Linked DNA regions of Mus musculus: regions 1, 2 and 3 are each linked to region 4. Evidence: chromatin contacts called from public Hi-C and HiChIP or PLAC-seq data. All regions are on one chromosome and are shown on one strand. The core of a region is the stretch at or near the end of the contact, and the rest is flanking DNA. Distances in the headings are between cores, read along the strand shown.

Region 1 (2,700 bases), core at 7-2,506, 620 kb before region 4:
AGCTGTGGGCCCAGACACATCCCAGGCCTGTCAATGGATTTCCCCAGCTGCTAATCCTAGCTTTTGAGCTCCAACAGTGGAGCTGAGGGTGTGGCAGCCACACTCTGGAATTGTTCATGCTTTGTCCAGGGAGGAGAGGAGAAGAGAGAAGCCGGGGCCTGAGAAGCATCAATTCCACCAAGAGATTCTTTGTGACATCGGAGGCTAATTAGAAATGGAGAAGTGCTTGATGAAATTGTTCACAAAGCAGGGCCTGAGGAGATGGCTCAGTCAGTAAAATCATTTGATGCACAAACATGAGGGCCTGACTTCCAGTCCCCTGTGACCCATGCAAAAGCCAACCATGGCTGGGCATATCTGTAATGCTATTCTTTGGGGAGAAGGAAACAAGAGGATCCTGGGAGATCACTGGGCACATGACTTTTTGAAACAGCAAGCTTCAGGTTCAGTGGGAGACATGTCTCAAAGAAATAAGGTAAAAAGCGATAGGATAGCAAGCTTCCTTCTCTGGCCTCCATATCCACACATACTCATACACTCATGCATTAACACATGTATGCTACACTTACATGTACACATACATACATACACACACACATACATACACATACGTACACAAGAAGAGTTTTCACACTAAGGGCATACAACTGAACACAAGAGTTCAGCAGAGGATTTTATGGTTTGGGAGATTATTATTTTTCATTGATAATATTGATCACCTTCAGCCCACACAGATTTAATTGTCTTGTCAATACACCCTCATTAATATTCTCTTTAGGGGCTTCATGGTAATATGCACATTCCTTTCCATAAATGTGTTTATGATTAATTCTAAAGAAAGAGAGGTTCTGAGAAACAATGCATTTGGGTACAAGGCTATTCTCTCTGGCCTCTACTTATCAGCCTCACTATTTATTAAAATGATAACTTGTGGGCAGAAAACCAAGCTGAGGTCTTTGGGGAGAATGGACAACTTGGGTCGTGAGGAAAGAGAAACAAGGAAAGTTAAGCCAGCAAATAGTATTTCTTGAGACCACATGGAGAAAAAGCACAAAATGGAAAGGGGGGGGGGAGGGTGTCTGTATCATGTCCAAATTTCAGTCATTGCCAAAGTTTGCAAAATATCTTTTCATTTAGAAGTGCTATGATTTAATGGCAAAGGAGGACATTTTGTTGGAACGCCCAGCGTAACAAACACTTTTCTCTCCACTTAACAGTGTTCCCCTGGCTTCGTCTCATGGAGAAAATAATAATTTGGATGTTTTGAATTATAGCAGTAATACTAAAGGCACTCTGGGCCCACCCAAATTCCCAGCACCGAACATGGCATCGGAGCACTGGAGAATGAAGCGGGGCTGTATGAAACAGCAAGCAATGGTTGGTTTGGGGACAGGGATCATAGTTGACTGTGGGCAAAGTTCTCTGCAGCCTCGCATTCTGAGCCCAGGGCTGGGGCGAGAGAAGGCTCTCCTAGCTGACAAGAGTCCTGGGGCTCTGGACTATGAACAAGTTCTGGAGAGAACGTGAGCCTGCGCATCTGGAGGTGCTGGATCCCCTCCGAGCTCTGCCACTAATGAGCCTCGTGACCTTGAGTAAATCTGCTATCTTCTGTGGCCTCTCTCTCTCTCTCTCTCTCCCTCATCCCTGCAATCACTGACACTTAGAACTGCAGAGACCCCGAGAGATCAAATGGGTGTGCGTTTCCCCTGACTGTGTTCAATCACATTCACCTTCCCTATGTTCCGCTTTTATTACCCTTCCCTTTCATAAGTCTAGCTGCCAAAAGAAAGAGTATGTAGAAACAATACGTAGAAGCTGAACGGTGATCATAAAATAAATGCAACTGAAACAAAACCTTCTTACTGAACAGGAGCCAGAGAAATGTTGGCTGCCTGGGAAGACGATAGATGCGAAAACCAAACTAGTGAGACTCGCTGAGATCTGAGCCAGTGCCAGGTCTTCTATGCAGTGCTGATTGCCACTGCTCTAGGAAGAAGCCCCCACCATCTTCCTCACTTTGGAGAGCAACTGACTGAGAGGCCGGAACATTAACTGGGATGGTTCCTGACTTTAAAAAAAGATATTTAAAGTTTGTATTGTACAGGCCAGCATGAATCTAAGACACTGTTTTTCACATAATCAGAAAGATTAAAGAAGACTTTAAAAAAATAAGAATAACACTGTTGTTACAAAGAATGTCTCATCTGATGCCATGAGTTTCTTCCACCCACCAGCATCGCCCAGTGTTCCTTAGAGTTATAGCCGAGAAGAACCATCGATCTTTGAAGAGGTGGAAAGTACACTGTTGGCCTCTGTGGTATTCAGCCCACCACGCACTTCCTCTGAGAGTTTTACTGTTTTCTCTTGTCTGCCGGAGCAATGCCTGCTGGAATTGTGAGCATTACCTCCGCATAAGCCATCCCAGGTCTCCCTCCTCGTGCCAGGGGCCAGAGGTCACCCTCTCCTAGGTACCTCATTCCTGTGGACACTTCAGGTCCAGGACTCTTATATGAGATGGCGCTACCTTTAGTCATAACCGACTTCTTGGCACAACATGTAAAACCTTTTCTAAGTGTCCCATAAATTAACACAAGATTTAAGCATACTATGAAGGAAGAGACTGTTTCTGAAGCAATGAGTTGAGGCTAGAGAAATGGGGCAGAAGAAGCAGAGCTGGTCACGAAATCATGAAGACCTGGG
Region 2 (2,700 bases), core at 189-2,688, 820 kb before region 4:
ATCGGGTCAGACTGGAAAGAACCCCTGCCACTGGTCAGGTGGAGTTCCTGGGTGCCTGGGTCCTTTCTATCTCTGTCTTAAGAGAGTATGTTTTTAAAAATTAATAACAGAGTTAGTGACTGAGCCTAGACTTCACACATGCTAAGAAATCTGTCTGCCACCAAGCTATTTCCACAGCTCTTAGAAGTATATTATTGACTTTTCCACAATACTAATTTTTTACAACCCATAAGCCTGGGAGATCTTCCATTTTCTAGTGTTCTCCTCAATCTCTTTCTTCAAAATATACAGAGGTGAGGTTCTCAACCCCACCTAATAGAATATATAACACAACCTAACGTGAGTGCTGTACCTCAGGCTTCTGGAACATCAGGGAATAGGGGAAAGGGAGGGAAGATTAAAGGAGCCAGAGGACTGGAATGTCTGTGAGATTGTGTCTTTTATATATGATAGGAATGCTGTACCTATGAAATCTCAACACTATGGCTAGTCAACTCGACCTAAACAGCTGATATTTGGGCGAAGAGCTAGATGTTGAGGAAAAGGAAGCTAAGTAAAGATCTGGGATAAATCAGAAAGTGTTTGAGGAAAAGGGATATATAGGGTACTCTGCACAGCAATTCAGGCTTTTATCTCATACCCTTCTGTTTAAGCCGTCTGGGTTTGAGACTTCCCCAATTCCTTTTCTCCACCAAAACTTACATTTCAAATGTTGTATTTGCCTTCTCAATGAATACCTATCCATATACTTATATATAGTGATCATTCCTTTTCAAGGAATATCTGCATTTTACAGGGATCCACTAAAGGCAATTTCCTTCCAAAAGCATGGTGGAGATACTGTGATTTGAGCATTGTGGGGGGCCACTGAGGGGATACTTAGAACAAATGAGACTGAGACATATAAACCAGGCAGCACAGTTAATAATGAGTCCCATTGCTGAAGTGTTCTCTCTAGTGTATAGGAATCACCAGCTGCCTGCCAGGAATATGCTCCAAACTGACACACTTAAGAACAAAGATTTCTGTCAGTTCTAAATGCAGCTGAGAAATGGAGTTCGGGTGTGATTGGGGACAATCTCTCCAGTAGATTGTGTCATGGCACACGTACAGAGGCTCTAGGCAGAGCAGTTCCTTGTTAAAGGGTTTTACATCCCTATCTGAGTTTTAAATGTTGAACCACACAAAGGAATTGTTGAAACCTCCTTAAGCAGCTAAAACCTTGTTCCCAATTCATGGGAAATTTGGCCATGGAAGAGATTAAATAGAGTGGTGTCGCTAGTCAGAGTTGATGAAATGCAAGCACGGAGATGGTACCTATCAAAAAGGAAATTAGAATAAATGAATATTAAAATATTTAAATCTATAATAATGTGTTCAAAACACAGTTCCAAAGAACATTATCATTGGAAGTGAGAAACCCGCGCTAAGTCACTTATAGTCTCTCCCAAGCAACCTTCTTCCTTCCATTTCAACTCATTAGGGTAATATTAGCTTTGAGCATAATGGTGTAATTTTAACTGTACTGTACACAAATTACTCTGGCTCTTTATGTGACAAGACTTAGCAATAATCCCTCTCGGTAGATCTTTAACAATTGCTACAATGCTGGGGTGGGGAGGGGTGGGTGTGAGGGGTGTGTGGGGGTGAATGAAGCTCCTTGAAAGAAACAAACAGGAAAGACAAGAGTTTATGCTAACCCATGGGGAGGGTCAGAGATGAATGTTTCTATATTGTTAACGTAGGTGGCTACCTTCCCAAAGTTTTACATTAAGAAGGAAACGTTGCCATTTTCGAAATGATCTGTGCTCAATAAGGTCCAGAGAACTCAATGTCCTAAGATAAAGGCCCAGAGAACTGATCTTGCCTTCTTCCTAATCAGTCATCTGAGTATGGCAGTCATAACAGTCAGCTCAGATACATGGCACTGCATGAGGAACTTTAAGGTGCAGGCTAAACCATCATCCAATGGCTCTCACTATGAAAAGAAAATCTGAGCAAAGACTTGAAGAAAGTCCCAGGATTAACATTTGGCAAAGGGGCTTCATTTAAATGATCATTTAAAAGTCCACTATGTAAGGCAGGCTGAGTAGCAATTAGTAAGAAGTGTGGCCAGGGAAAAATGAGCTGGGGGTCCACTTGGGAAGATTAGAGGGGACACAACAGAAGAACATGGTGGAAACACTAAGAGCTAGGATTTCTTCTAGAAAGGAAAGGACAGTCACTGGGTTCTGAACAAAATGACCGCATGGTTTAAAAATTATCACTCTGGTTTCTGTTTAAAAACAGCCAGGGCCTCTTGTAATAGTTCAAAGGAGAAATGAAAAAGATAAATGGCCAGACTTCTCTGGATTCTGAAAGGTGAATCCAATAGATTTCCTCAGCAATTGGATGTGGATTTGAAACAGCAGAGTCAAGGATGACTCCTGGAAGTATGATCAGCCGAAGGATGCAGTCGCCATCTCCTGTGATGGAGAAAAACTACAGCTAGAGGGGGTGTGGAGAGGAAAAAAATTTTTTACTTTGCATGCATTGAGAGTCAAATATCAGATATTCAAATAGAGATGTCAAGAAATCAATCTAGTGTTGGAGTTTGATGTTGGAATAAAGCACTTCGCCCTGTGCTGGGAATATAAGAGACTGTCATTAGAGGTGAGAGGAAAACAAAGACTTCAGTCTTGGGGAGGAGATCCCAGCATT
Region 3 (2,700 bases), core at 105-2,604, 880 kb before region 4:
AGATAGGAAAACAGCTTCTAGACCCAGTATTGCCATGTAGTCATGCAGTGAGGTTTCTTTATTGGGAGGGCCTCCTTTGAGGTGCCTAGACTCAGGCCACAGATGGCTAGCATTTTGTTGTGTAAGAAAAGTGTAGGGTGCAGTAACCCTTTACAAAAACGTGTAAGTAAGTAACTGTGGGCCTTGCTTAGAGGGTAATAGATCTTGTGTTAGACTTATGTTCTGTGAACTGTTTACAGAGTGGGGACCAGCCATGCTCATCCCATAGTGCCCCTTAAGTATATTTGATACTAACACCACCTATTTGCAAACATTTATAAGCCAGGGAAATCATGTTTGAAAACTTCTACAACTCTAAATTCTCTTCAAAGAATTCAGAAACCTCGTTGAGCCACCATCCCAGGGGATGCTACAAGCCCTTTGCAGAAGGCATGCCCCATTTCCTGTCCAGGACACTGCTCACTCAAGTGCCAGCTGAGTCTCTCAAGGGTATGGGGTTTATAACTACCAAAAAAGAAGTGTACCAGCACACCAGTGAATTTGGTGGGGAACTTTAATGGAAACCTATGAAGATGCTTAAATCTAACCAACCTAAGAAATTATTTGAGTAACAAAACACTATTTTAATTTTTTTTTAATTCATGTGACCCTCATAGGATGTTTTCCTAGGGCCCAGAGGGTAAGTGTCCATCTAGGTTACAATGGACACATCTAAGAATACATGGGCTAAAACAGCAGATTTGTCAGCTTTCTGCTTTACTTTAGATCATATGGACACTCCCTGAGCTGTCCTGGGCAGGACAGAGACTGCCCGTCCACCAGCAACATAGTATTTTTTATTTACTTTTATTTATTTATTTATTTATTTATTTATTTATTTATTTATTTAATAGAAAGGAGGAGAGACTAGCTTCATTAACTACAAGCTTCACCTTCCTGCTATTTAGGCTTTACTTCCTGCTATCTATTAAAGGGTAGAGGATCCACCCGGCACATGCTTAGGGACCCAAAGTGATACTGAGCCAGCACACTGAGGGACTCCCCCCCCCCCCCAGCTGCCAATCCTTGTACAAGAGGCTGCAGCATCTGGAACTCTCAAGTTAAGGCCCAGGGTTTAAATACTAAGCCCCCCCCCCCCCTCACCCAAGTTCAATGAAGTCTAGGGCTCTCTCAGCTCTTAAGGGCACTGCTTTTCCAACTGATCCCAAGTCTTGGGTGGCGGGGGTGGGGGGCTTAAGTCAGGCTGCATTTGGCAAAAGATGACTTCCTGTTTCTAAGAAAGAAAGAAAGGCTTATGAGGGTTTAGGAAAGGACTCCAGGAGCTTTTGGACTGCAAAGGGGCTCTTGCAAAACAACATTTGGATGATTTACGTGTAAATGAATCAGAAACATGTGGATTGAATTTCCTTGCGAATACAGATGGGTTTAAAAATTAACGGAAAAAGTGTTTGGCAAAATACTTTTGGGTTTTTCTTTTAATTGAATCTAAAATGTCAGGGGTTGGGGTAGGGAAGCCAGAGTAATGTGGGGGGGGTACATGGCCTGGTCTCCCTCTGTCCATCTGTGCCAATGGGGTTCCTTTATTTTAAGGAACATTTTCCACACATGATGGTTTAGTCAAAGGAAGGGAAAGAGGTCCAATTTCCTCATTAGTGATTAGTGCAGGCATTAATCACTGATGAGAATATTCACTTAAGTTTAGATTTGTCAATAAAAAGGAAAGAAAGAAAAGGCTTTTTTCTTTTTTCTTTTTCTTTCCGTGTTATCATTGTTAACCAAAGAAAGCCTTGTCTTTGGTTTTACACAGGCATCTCTCTTGGCTTGGTCTATTTTCAAGTTACCACACCATCTTTCCTATAGCAAACCCCTATTTTTCACACTCTTTCTGTTAAATGTGCCCTATTGGAATGGTGTCTATTTGATGTAGGGGCAAACACAGACCAGAGAAGTTTAACAGTGCTTTCAGCTAGATCCAAGAAGCAGAAATGGTAGTTCACAGGCAGAGGGTAATCTGCCTTGGGGTTAGACCCTGCCTGGGCTGGGGGGTTAGACCCAGGCGCTCTGCTTCTATTTAAACGTTCACTAACTCCTGAGTGCTGCAGTTCACTTCATGTTCCAGCCATGGAGGCTGAGGGTCAGGCAGAGAATTAGCCATCTCAGAGGAATGCGCTCTGAAGTGGGCAGGCATGAGGCAGCATTTCCTAAACATGGCCGTGCAGCTCCTAACTCCAAACTCTAAAATAAAAATAGGGTTGACTAAAAACAGGTCTTCCCTTCATAGGCTACATGTTTTCCCTAGTAGCCATGCTCAGGTCATTCCAGAAATCCTGGGAGTAGAGAGGCATTCTACAGTGTCCGGCAAACAGGCTCTCTCTTCCAACCAGGACTCAGCTTTCCCTGTGAACAATGCCTGCTGTGGTGCTGTGGCTGGCGTCCTTTTCCAGCTAGGGCTGAAGGGAAGGCCCTCCCTCAGATGGTTGCTCTGTTGCTTAATTTTCATGCTAATACAGAACATAAGGAGAGACTGTTCGCAGAAATTGTTGGCAGTTACAGCGGGCCATTCCTTTATTTTATACTTCGTATGTGATGGTGGGGGGGTGGAGGCAAAATGACAAACTGAAAATTCTCACTATTTTGCAAAGTCTGAGGCTGCAACTTTCCCAATGGTATTCTAACTATGCAACTCTCCAGCTATGTCTT
Region 4 (2,700 bases), core at 72-2,571:
GGGAAAAAGGATAACAATTGAAATGTAAATAAAATATCCAATAAAAAAAAGAAAGAAAAGATTTACTATTTATTTATATGTGTGCCTTGGTGCCAGAAAAGGTCAGAAAAAGGTATCAGGCTCCCTGTAACTGGAGTTCCAGGAGCTTGTGCATGGACTGCACAACATGAGCATTGGGAACTGAGCCGTCCTCAGTAAGAGCAGAAAGTGCTGTTAACATCTGAGCCATCTTTCTAGCTTCCACTTTTTTCTTCTTCATCAGACACTTTGTATTTAATATATGCTAAAAACCAAACCAAAAATAAAAGTCAGTGACTGAGACAAGATTTCAACAGAAGTTCCCTTGGGCAGAACAATGCCTGTTGCCCTTGATGTCCTGTATTCACTAGAGTGCTGCAGCATTTAGAGAGATTGTGGCCTGAGACAGGGGCTTGTCACATAGTGCAGGCTGCCCTCAACCTCTTGATCCTGATAACTCTGTCTCACAAGTGTTCCAGGAGTGTGACTATGCCAGTATGAAGATTGGTATTTATCAGGGAGCGAAACTGTTTCAAAACTGGATTTTCAGCTGTCCTTTAGAAGTTCTTGAGGAGTCCAATGCTTTAAGAGGTGACATTTCCTCCTCAGGACTGGTTTTAGTGTTGTTCCAGTTGTGGGCATTTGCATTTGTCCCGTGGCTTATTCCCACAGCACTGGGTGCAAACTTCAGTTACTATGCTGCAGCACTTAACTATCCAAACCAAAGACCATCACAAGTGTAAGGAGTGTCCTGTGTCCTAACCTGTAGGACAGTTACAGCGGAGGCAACTGGCACACAGAATTTGTTGTGCACTTTAGTAGGATTGTATTGTTTCCCGTGGCTAGAGTGTAAGAATGCTCATCAGGGTGGACTGGGGAAATTGAGGGAGTATAAAGGAAATAGTATGGTTTGAAATTGGTGCTTGGAACTAAGTTATTGGGTCTGTTTCTGTCTGTCTTCCTGTGAAATGTGTACACCTGCATATAACAGAACATTGAATTGTAAGCTTAGACTAGAAGGGTGGTGCTCTGTGAAGATACAAACCCGTTTGACCCCATTTGGAAAAAAGACAGAGTGGGAACAATACTTGCTACCGCAGTGCTCCTCCGTTCACAGCTGGACCTGAGTTGTGCCCACACTTCTTCCCTTCTGCTCTGTGGATATTTTCTAGTAAAGCATGCTTTTATGCTACGAGCATAAAAACTACTTGATTGGCAGTTGCCCAAGTGCTGGGAAGCCTGCTTTCCTGCTCTTCAGCAAAGCCAAGTTCAGACATTTCTTTGGAGTTTGTGTGTCCAAAAATTGATTACAGGGCCCCCTCTAGTGACTGAAATCAACAAGGACACAAATCTCTCCCAGACCTGGGAAGATTTAGAATTAAGCTACAGGGAAGTAAATTTTTTTAATTGTTTTTAATTTTTATTTTTAAAGGGAATTTTTTTTCATTTTTAGAAGGTTATTGATGTCAAGAATAGGTCCAAGATTGAGGCTATCCAAACAACAGCGGGTCAAAAGCTCTATTTACCTTTTTAGAAATCGGTGCTTTAAAATGGAAATGGAATAAGGCTGTGCTACACAGGGTTCTTTGTTGTTTGTTACGGTTGTTTCTGGCTTAATGAAGCTTTAAAAAGTTTTTTTTTTTTTTAATCTAGAGTTCTTTATGATATCAACTTCATTTTTTGATCATTTTTGAAAGCAGCAGTTTTATTGAAGAAGGAAAAAAAAAGCTTTAAAACAGCATTCTCATGAAAGTATTAGGTTTTTGCTGTCCTGGTAACAGCATATGATCCTTCTGTGGATGTCCTTTATACCCAACGGTATGTTTTAATGGCTCCTTTTGTTTCTCAGTTAAGGAAATGAGGAAATTCTTAAACTTCTGGATCTCTGCCATCTCTCCTAAACACTCACCGCCCCAACACACAGGCCTTCAGCTACGAGCCTTTAAAGGGCTCTCATTTGACCCTCGGGCCTTTGTAGCTTGAACAAGGAAAGCAGTGTTCCAAGAGCCCTAGCATTGCTGAATGCTCTGGTGAAAATATTTCATGGACATGGAGTACAGGCGCCTTCATCTTATAGTGGAGATCTCTGTGACAAAATGCAAGGGTGGATTATAACCCTGTTTGGTGTGGTTCATCTTCCCAGCTACGTTTGAATGCTTTTAGCTGCCCACAACCATGCAGTCTTTAGCCACCAGAATAAACAAAAGTGTCAGATCCATCATTTTGTATTATCTTAAATTGTAGATCTGGTTTTGGCTGGCTTGCCTTCATTTTGTTTCCATTGTTGATAAAAATTAAGGAGAAGAGCAACACCATTATTTATATATAAATTGTTGTCAACAGAATCATCTCTGGAATATTAGGAAAATTCATTAAAAGTCTTCAAGAGCCCCAAAAGTTGTGGGTTCCTAAGGAAATAACTTTTAGTTATATTATCGCATTAGTTGTGCAGTTGGAGGGGGTGTCCCTGGCATTCAGGGGACACTTTTCTTGGTAGAGTCCTGTTGTGGGTGTCGGTGTAGGAGCTGCACTGTTTGTTCTGTGACCTGACCAACTGTCTATATGTGACTGTCTCAGTGCTGATGTGGATCTGTTTGTCAGTGACTTAACTAAGCTAAACTCCTTGAAGGAACGAATGGCAGCAGACAAGGTCTAAAAGCGCTGAGCCTTGATCCTTCCGTA

Evidence for each region. Hi-C and Micro-C count contacts between places; a contact is called where the count stands out from the background. HiChIP or PLAC-seq counts read pairs in DNA pulled down with a chosen protein or histone mark.
Region 1: a contact with region 4 is called in a Hi-C map of uterus, with 7 times the contacts expected there. The contact joins two enhancer-like sites. A contact is called at or near these places in 2 of 484 Hi-C or Micro-C datasets (embryonic fibroblasts and uterus) and 2 of 115 datasets of contacts at active chromatin or transcription factors (astrocytes and stem cell-derived neural progenitor cells).
Region 2: an H3K4me3 HiChIP or PLAC-seq map of embryonic basal ganglia shows a contact between it and region 4, with 6 times the contacts expected there. The contact joins two enhancer-like sites. A contact is called at or near these places in 1 of 15 datasets of contacts at CTCF or cohesin (the NIH/3T3 cell line) and 3 of 115 datasets of contacts at active chromatin or transcription factors (embryonic basal ganglia, embryonic stem cells and large pre-B cells).
Region 3: a Hi-C map of embryonic fibroblasts shows a contact between it and region 4, with 3 times the contacts expected there. The contact joins two enhancer-like sites. A contact is called at or near these places in 2 of 15 datasets of contacts at CTCF or cohesin (large pre-B cells and pro-B cells), 49 of 484 Hi-C or Micro-C datasets (the 3T3-L1 cell line, B cells, the Ba/F3 cell line and 31 more), 8 of 115 datasets of contacts at active chromatin or transcription factors (the NIH/3T3 cell line, astrocytes, cardiomyocytes and 5 more) and 1 of 9 other capture datasets (embryonic stem cells).

Annotation. Positions count from the first base shown.
Region 1 is chr11:45,264,160-45,266,859 of GRCm38.p6, forward strand. No RefSeq gene overlaps it. Among named protein-coding and RNA genes, the nearest start is that of Gm12159, 150 kb to the left of the region's middle. Within about 2 kb of position 1,257, at least 33 of the 459 cell types and tissues checked have an H3K27ac peak or open chromatin away from gene starts, as enhancers often do. A contact at or near this core is called in uterus, where this site is marked.
Region 2 is chr11:45,054,948-45,057,647 of GRCm38.p6, forward strand. No RefSeq gene overlaps it. Among named protein-coding and RNA genes, the nearest start is that of Gm51859, 32 kb to the right of the region's middle. Within about 2 kb of position 1,439, at least 3 of the 459 cell types and tissues checked have an H3K27ac peak or open chromatin away from gene starts, as enhancers often do. A contact at or near this core is called in embryonic basal ganglia, where this site is marked.
Region 3 is chr11:45,001,762-45,004,461 of GRCm38.p6, forward strand. The region is part of intron 15 of Ebf1 (early B cell factor 1); the gene reads left to right. Among named protein-coding and RNA genes, the nearest start is that of Gm51859, 85 kb to the right of the region's middle. Within about 2 kb of position 1,355, at least 51 of the 459 cell types and tissues checked have an H3K27ac peak or open chromatin away from gene starts, as enhancers often do. A contact at or near this core is called in the NIH/3T3 cell line, the STO cell line, embryonic fibroblasts and 2 more, where this site is marked.
Region 4 is chr11:45,879,925-45,882,624 of GRCm38.p6, forward strand. The region is part of intron 1 of Clint1 (clathrin interactor 1); the gene reads left to right. Among named protein-coding and RNA genes, the nearest start is that of Clint1, 29 kb to the left of the region's middle. Within about 2 kb of position 1,322, at least 72 of the 459 cell types and tissues checked have an H3K27ac peak or open chromatin away from gene starts, as enhancers often do. A contact at or near this core is called in the NIH/3T3 cell line, the STO cell line, embryonic basal ganglia and 3 more, where this site is marked.